Linked DNA regions of Pan troglodytes: region 2 is linked to region 1. The links are chromatin contacts, called in public HiChIP or PLAC-seq maps. All regions are on one chromosome and are shown on one strand. Each heading gives the region's core, a stretch centred on a gene start, on an enhancer-like site or on the middle of the called end of the contact. The rest is flanking DNA. Distances are from core to core; before and after follow the strand shown.

Region 1 (4,037 bases), core at 173-2,672:
CCCCGTTTCTGACCTTGGAGGGCTGGGTAAAAAGGCAACATAGGAGGGGCAGGTTTGGGGGCAAGGACCAAGAATTGGGGATAAATTGAGCCCCTCTCTTGCAAATAGCAAGGATTGCATACCAAATAAGCGAAAGGATAAGATGAGGGCCCTAGGGACCCTTCCTGAGGAGGCAGCTGATCTGTACAGGGGACCGGGGACCCACCCCCATTCCCAGCCCCTCACCGTGGTGGCCTGTGAGGCCCCCAGAGTGAGTTCCTTCAGCAGGTCTCGGGTACTGAAGCCCTCCTCCACCATCACAAAGTCCGATTCACTCAGGTAGCCAGCCATGCCTTGCAGGAGGAGCTGACGGGCTGGATGGAGCCGCTGCTGCAGCCGCCGCCTTAGAAAGTATGCAACACACTGCGGGGCGGGGGGAGATGAAGGGAACCGCTGGGGGGCCGGCTCTGCTGCCCCACTCGCCTCCCGAGGCCAGGGATCCCAATCCCGTCACAACCCGCCCCCAGCACAAGCCCGGGGTTCACTGGGCAAGGGTGGAGAAAGTCAAGAATCCCGGATTTCAGACGGAGACAAGGCACCGTATGCCCAAATGTCACTGCCTCTCCGAGTCAGTTACTCCCTCTGTAAAATGGATGAATTGTTTTGGAGAGCCTTCCCAGTTCTGAAATTCTGGATTTCAGGAAAGAGTGAGAGAGAGATGGAACAGAAAATCTGAGAAACTTGGGTGGGGAAGTTTCCAGGGCGCCCCCAGTCTTGACCACGCCCACCTAGAGGGTAGCCAGTGGCCACACCAAGGCGTCTCAGCCTAAGAGCAAGAGCTTAAGTTCGAGTCCGCTCTCTACTGCTTGACCTCGGGTACCCTCTGACCCTTTCGGAGCCGCAGTTTCCCCAATTGTAAATGGGGGCTGGACTGATCCTGAGATGCTACAATTCTAGGCGTGCCTGGGGACGCCACGCGGTGGGTGGGGGCCGCAAGCTCCTGGGAGAGAACGGAAGGCCGAGGTTTTTTCTGTCCGAGTGACTCCTACAAAGTGCAGGGCTGAGGTCCCCCCAACCCCCAGGGCCCCTTACCAAACTCCGTCCTCCTTCGCGGGGGCCAGAGCCAGGAGCGCTGCTAGGGGGGGTCGCCGGTGACCTCGAAACTTGTGCAACACCCCGAGGAGGAGTGGCAGTTGCGGAGCCGAGGCCCCTGCTGACAGGAGGCAGAAGGGGCAGGGGGGCAGGTCAGCACCAGGGCGGAGGGCGTCCGCTCCCCGAGGCTCCCCAGGCCACTTTCCGCACTCGCCTTAAAACGCATTTACACGGCTTCGGCCCATAGGTCTCCCCAGCGAATGAATCGGATCCTCGGCGCCTCCGCTCTCTCGCTCCCCCGGGCTCGGGTCCCGCGGCCCGCGCCCCGCCAGCCCAGCAGCCACCGACCCCTCGCCCCGCCTTCCGCCCGCCGCTGGCTTATATAACCCCGCCCAGGCCCCGCCCATAGTGCCGAGGCCCTGCCTCCGCTTGGCCGTAGCCCTGGCAACCGGGTGCCGCCATCCCATTGGTCGATTCCGACATAAAGTACTCAGCTCTGCTCGCCCTTACCGCAGTCTTCTCCCCCGGAGGCTTGGCGGTGGCTACCTCACGCTGGAAATCAGAACTACAGGGCCGCCGCCACGCGGGTGAGACACTTAGACCCTGCATCTTAGTCTTAGAGAGTGGGCAGGACCAGGAAGCCTTTTCTGCCTCTGCCTCAACTTACTTCGTGGTCCAGCTCTTGTCTGCGTCAGGAACTGCTCACTCATCTCTCGAAACCCAGTTCCAATGACATGTCCTTGTATTACTTTTGTAATAAAATTCTTTTTATTTAATTGCCTCTTCCAGGCATCTTCCCCGACTCCAACTCAAAACGCATCTAAAATGTCTTCAGAGAACCTTTTTGTGACTTTCCCAGTTCAGGGCAATCCCTCCCTTTATCCCATCCTCTGAACCCGGCAAACTCTTACTCATCTCTCAGTAGAAATGTGTCTCCTTCTCCAAGAAGCTTTCCCGGACTTCCTCAACTCAAAGCATTTCTTCTATACCGAAAGCTGCTGCTCACCCATCAAAGTCCTGTATAATGTCACCTCTGTTGAACCTTCCATGACTTGCCTCCCCCCAAGGAACACAGCATTTAGTCTGTCTGGACCCCTCACTCATTTGGTTCTTGTTACCCATAGCGTGAGATTCCTGTTGTTATTTTACACTTCTTGTTTGGTTACACTTTGCATCTAGTTTGTGATTTCCCAAGGGCAAGGACTGAATACCCTGCTCAAGAGCCTGGTGCCTGGCATAGACAAGAATGCTGAGGAAGATTCAATAGCTGTGTTACTCAAAAGCTGATTCAAAAGTTCATCTGGAAAAGTAAGTGTACAAGAACAGTCAAGACACTCTTTTTGCGCAGGCTGGAGTGCAATGGCACGATCTCAGCTCACTGCAACCTCTGCCTCCTGGGTTCAAGCGATTCTCCTGCCTCAGCCTCCCAAGTAACTGGGATTATAGGCGCATGCCACCACACACAGCTAATTTTGTATTTTCAGTAGAGATGGGGTTTCACCATATTGGCCAGGGTGGTCTTGAACTCCTGACCTCCAGTAATCTACCCGCCTCGGCCTCCCAAAGTGCTGGGATTATAGGCGTGAGCCACCGTGCCCGGCCAAAACTACAGTCTTTAAAACAGTATGGTGCTGGAGCAGGAAGAGACAGTGGTAAAACAGAACAGAGTCTACAACAGTCCCATATACATTGGAGATTGGTACACAATGGAGGCAGCATTTCAAATCAATGAAGCCAAAGGGCTTTTGGTCTACCATATGTCTTCATGTCTCCTGCTAGGCTGTGGGCTTTTTTTTTTTTTTTTTCTCTTTTGAGACAAGATCTGGCTCTGTCACCCAGGCTGGAGTGCAGTGACATGACCTCAGCTCACTGCAACCTCCACCTCCCAGGCTCAAGTGATCCTCCAACCTCGGCCTCCCAAGTAGCTGGGACTACAGGTGCATGCTACCATGCCTTGCTGATTTTTGTATTTTTTGTAGAGACACGGTTTCGCCCTGTTGCCCAGGCTAGTCTCAAACTCCTGAGCTCTAGCAATCTGCCTGCCTCAGCCTCCCAAAGTGCTGGGATTACAGGCGTGAGCCACCGTGCCCAGTGGGCTGTAGACTTTTTTTTAAATCAGAGGCACTTCTTGTCCCGCCTTAGTATCTCCCTAGGACACTGCACAACCTAGTTAGAACATGCTCAGTACACAAATGGTGTGGGGCAGGGACCAGAAGCAGGGAGAGCCATTTTCTGCTCCCTACCCAGCTGGGACATATAATTGCTGGGTGTCCTTGGCTGAGTCACCCTAACTGGATCTGGGTCACTTCTGCCTGGCTTGATTTCCCCCTGTGAACTGAGAGGTTTCAGACTGATTTCTCTGGGCCCTTCTGCCTGGAACCATCTTGTTTTCTATGCATAGGAGTAGTATTTCAGGAGGCAGCTTTATAGGACAGTCATTTGCAGGCCCTTTCTTTGAGATTAGTAGTCATTTGCAACATAGTATGAGAACAAGTATCTACCAATCAGGAAGGGTAGATTAGGACAGCCATGGCAGAAACCCTAAAAGATTAGACTGAGAGGGCCGGGCGCGGTGGCTCACGCCTGTAATCCTAGCTGAGATGGGAGGATCACGAGGTCAGGAGATCGAGACCATCCTGGCTAACATGGTGAAACCCCATCTCTACTAAAAATACAAAAAAAAATTCGCGGGAGCCTGTAGTCCCAGCTACTCGGGATGCTGGGGCAGGAGAATGGCGTGAACCCGGGAGGCGGAGCTTGCGGTGAGCCGAGATCACGCCACCGCACTCCAGCCTGGGTGACAGAGCAAGACTCTGTCTCAAAAAAAAAAAAAAAAATTAGACTGAGAGGAGAGGAGCACCCGAATAACTTTGGCTCTACTTTTAGTTAAATCATTCTCTGAGCTGTCTGCATTTGGATGTCATGGTCTGGGTCTGCCCTACCAGCTTTTTTCATCACCTAGTAGG
Region 2 (4,225 bases), core at 475-2,974, 260 kb after region 1:
CACCTGTCCACCCCCTTCTTCACACTTCAGTTTACCACCCCCTCTCTGTTCTCGAACCTCCTGGTTGCAACCTCAGAAACTGGTTCCCTTTCTATTTTTATCTCACCTCAGAAAACCTACTGCCTTCGAGCACAAAGCCTTACTTTATTGAGGCCACTAAAACTGCAACACCAGATGCAAACCCACATCCTCTTTCAAGCTCTAAAGTGAAGACCATTACCAAGCAGTGTCTGACAGGTACAGCCAAGAGCAGAGATTATTTCCAATGGACAAGACCTCCCCCTGGCCTTTGATTTCCAACCTTTCCCAAATGCAATACATGTGAAGCACACAGCACGAAACGCACTCAGCAGGCTTTATCACTCCATAAAATAGGCACAACATTTACAAAAAATCAAAAAGAACTGAAATTATCTGTAACAGTTTTGCAAATTCCTTCGAAGTAACTAAAAACACTGCAGGACGGAAAAAACAACCCAGGGCTGCAAATCTTTGCTTTAGGTAACATTTCACTAGATGAGGGTGCCAGGATTCTCCTCCCACATGGACACAGAGAACAGATGCGCTAAGCTGCAGCAACAGGTTTCTTTTCAAAAAGAAAATGTGCTTTAAAACACTTCAGGCAGGTCTGCTAGAGCTTGGAGTCCCTAATAAATACACAAAACACCGGAGATCAGGTTAGGGCAGGCCGTGGGCAATTCAACCACTTCTAGGACCTTTCCAGGGCCCACTGAGGTAATAACTGCTTTCCCTCTTGCCCTGGAAGTAACTGGTGACGCCGCCTCCAGCCCTTGAGAAGCCGGAGAAAGGGTGGCCCAGGCCCAACCTTTGGAGGATACTGCCTTGGCTCTCTCTCACAAATGCAACGGCCCGGGACGGTGTCGCCTTCCAGGAAGGGCCTTTGCGTCTCCCTCCCCCGGGGACACCGCGAATTCCCGCCTTCCGGCGGAAAGCGGGAGAAGCGAGAGTTTTCTCCCCGCCCCTCCCCCAGTAGGGGCAAACCCGCCCCTCAGCAGGCCTGGGCTGTGCGCTCCTCTCCCGGGGACCACCGTCCTCAGATCTCCCCGGGGAATGGGTCGTCCTCTTCCTGCCCCCACCCGCGAGACGCGGCAGAAAAGCCCGCGGCTATCTTCCCGCCAGCAACAACCTCCCGCCGAGCCGGCCGGGACAGAGGCGGCCCCCACCCCCACTGGGCAGGGACTGCAGACGGCGCTCCCCGACTCTCAGACGACCAGGGAGCTTCCCTTTTCCTCAGCGGGGTGAGGGGCATCTGTCGCCCGCCGACTTGGAGGTGGGGGGGCAGGGACATTCCCTCGCCATCACCTCAGGAGCTAGAACGCGCCCTTCTCGCAGCAGGGCGTGGGCCTCCCAATCCCTCCAAGGGGCGGACGGCGTGCGCAACCCCCTGGAGAAGCAACAGGCGCCCCCATCCCCCTCCAAGCCGGGTAACGCCGACCCCCTCGTCCCTCTCGCTCTTCACCTCCGGAAGCCGGGCCAAAGCCTGGGCGAACGACTGCGCCTCACTCCGCCCCCTGCGCCATTTTATCGCCCCCTCCCCGACCTCCCCTACCCCGAGTCAGCCGGGCCAAAACCAGGGGGAGGGCAAACCAGCAGTGATTGGCAGGAAACCGTCCCGCCTCTAGGAGGGTTGTGCCCCGCTCAGGCGCCTCAGCCCCGCCCTCCGCACCGCCCACCGTGCCCACTGGCTCCACCTTTTCCCGTCTCATCGACCTGCTCGACTCTCTGCTGCTCCTCACTTTTTCCGGCCGCTGCCGGAGGGGTCCAGGCCGAGCAAGCGGAGCGCCGAGCCCAGCTGATGCAACCTGGCTGGACTCGCGTGACAGTTCCCGGCACGCGGCGGCGACGGTGACCCAGGAAGGGGCTCTGGTGCCGGGCTGAGCGGGGGAAGCAGGGGTAGCGGAGCCATGGGGGATGCTCCCAGCCCTGAAGAGAAACTGCACCTTATCACCCGGAACCTGCAGGTCAGGCCTGGGGGTTGGAAATGCGCCGTTGGGGATTAGGAGCCCGAGGTTCAGTGATTTTGAGCCCCATTACGGGGTTCTAAGTATGTGGGGCCGGGGACTCGGCGCTGGCGCAGCTCTGAGAGAGCCTGTAGATCTCACTGCTGGTCGGTCAGTCAATCAAGCAGCCCTTCCCTGGGTTCCCCAGAAATCACAGTGGGCTCACCTCTTGCGTCCAGTTGTCTTGTGTTGGAGCCAAACTTTGAATCCAGGACTCCCATTCCACCCCCCTATTAAGTGCCAGACGTGGTGCTTAGTCGCTGGGGATACGTCAAGGGCCTGCCAGAGCTTGTCTGAAGGGGATCAGACGTTTAAAATGACCCATTACGGTTCAAGTAAGTACTGGAAGATGCTATACTGGGAGCTTTAAAGGGAAAGAGAGAAGGGAAGGCTTCCCTGAGGAAGTGACCTCCAAACTGCGCCTTGAAGGAAATGGATCCCCCCCCTCACTCCACAAATGTTCCGATTGTTACCAAGAACTACAGGAGTAGAAGTGAACCAGAGGAAGAATGGAAGAATAAAGAGGGAGAGCATTTCAGATGGAGGAAACAGAAATTGTGGCAAATTTAGCTGGAGTGGAGTGAGCAAAGTTATGAGGAAGCACTTAAATATTTATATTGCTTACCCCTTAACTTTTTCAGGCTTCTGACTGTTGTCACCTTATCAGGGACGCATGATTTCCGACCACTTTATTTAAATAACAAACCCTCTGGCACCAGAACTGCCCCATACCTTGCTCTGCCTTTTTTTTGTTATTGTTTCTACATAGTATACATTTTATTTATTTGTTTAAGAGAGGTAGGCAGGGACCAAGTCACGGGAGCCTTGCAGGCCTTATTCTGTTCAATTTTAAATTGGGCTTCCTTCTAAGAGTAGTGATAAATCAGTTGGGCCACACAGCCTGTTCTGTTTTTTCTTTTTAGAGATGTACTTCACATACTATAAAATTCACCCTTTTAAAGAGCACAATTCAGTGGGTTTTAGTATGTTCACAAGGTTGTGCAACCATCACACTATCTTTTTTTTTTTTTTTTTTTTTTGAGGCGGAGTCTCGCTCTGTCGCCCAGGCTGGAGTGCAGTGGCCCAATCTCGGCTCATTGCAACCTCCGCCTCCCAGGTTCATGCCATTCTCCTGCCTCAGCCTCCCGAGCAGCTGGGACTACAGGTGACCGCCACCACGCCTGGCTAATTTTTTGTATTTTTAGTAGAGACGGGGTTTCACCGTGTTAGCCAGGGTGGTCTCGATCTCCTGACCTCGTGATCCACCCTCCTTGGCCTCCCAGAGTGCTGGGATTACAGGCGTGAGCCACGGCGCCCGGCCACAACCATCACACTATCTAATAAAACTTGCACCCGTTAGCAGACGCTACCTATTACCCACTACTCCTAGCCTTAGAGAAACACTAATCTACTCTCTGTCTCCAGGTATTTGCGTATTCTGGGCATTTCCTGTAACTAGAATCATACAATATGTTTGTTGTGTCTGACTTTTTGCACTTAGCATAATGTTTTCAAAGTTCATGCAAGTATTTGCACCTAGCAGAACGTCATTCCTTTTTATGGTTGAATGATACTCTGTTGTATGGATATACATTTTGTTTATCCGTTCATCAGTTGATGGACATTTGGATTATTCCATTTACAACTTAGTCTTAACCAAAGGTTTTTGCATGCTTCCCCTAGCTAGATTCTTTGTTTCCTATTCTCTCTCCATAAAATAGTGCTGGTTGGAGACTAAAAATACACAAAACTATTAGAATTGACTCAATTGGGTTTTTTGTTTTGGGGATTTTTTTTTCTGGAACGGAGTTTCTCTCGTCGGCCAGGCTGGAGTGCAATGGCACAATCTCAGCTCACTGCAACCTCTGCCTCCTGGGCTCAAGTGATTCTCCTGCCTCAGCCTCCTGAGTAGCTGGAATTACAGACGTGCACCACCACGCCGGGCTAATTTTTGTATTTTTAGTAGAGATGGGGTTTCACCATGCTGGCCAGGCTGGTCTCAAATTCCTGACCTCAAGTTATCCACCAAATTTGGCGTCCCAAAGTGCTGGGATTACAGAGTGAGCCACAGTGCCCGGCCTCACTCAGGTTTTAAAGGCTAAGTAATGTGACATCTTCTTGGATGGTGAGAACCCTCCAAGTGTCCACGTAGTCAGGGGTGCTCTTGAGCATGCGGGATCAGCTGCCAAAAGACTTGGAGCACA

Evidence for each region. HiChIP or PLAC-seq counts read pairs in DNA pulled down with a chosen protein or histone mark.
Region 2: a contact with region 1 is called in an H3K4me3 HiChIP or PLAC-seq map of stem cell-derived excitatory neurons, with 6 times the contacts expected there. The contact joins the promoter of S100PBP here to the promoter of AZIN2 in region 1. A contact is called at or near these places in 1 of 7 Hi-C or Micro-C datasets (stem cell-derived neural progenitor cells) and 1 of 1 datasets of contacts at active chromatin or transcription factors (stem cell-derived excitatory neurons).

Annotation. Positions count from the first base shown.
Region 1 is chr1:197,893,312-197,897,348 of NHGRI_mPanTro3-v2.0_pri, forward strand. It overlaps AZIN2 (antizyme inhibitor 2), which reads right to left and starts at 1,423. Exons shown (of 9, transcript XM_016958601.3): 1 at 1,286-1,423; 2 at 1,072-1,192.
Region 2 is chr1:198,150,588-198,154,812 of NHGRI_mPanTro3-v2.0_pri, forward strand. It overlaps S100PBP (S100P binding protein), which reads right to left and starts at 1,725. Exons shown (of 8, transcript XM_054665446.2): 1 at 840-1,725. It overlaps YARS1 (tyrosyl-tRNA synthetase 1), which reads left to right and starts at 1,610. Exons shown (of 13, transcript XM_001164500.6): 1 at 1,610-1,982. The coding sequence starts at 1,926.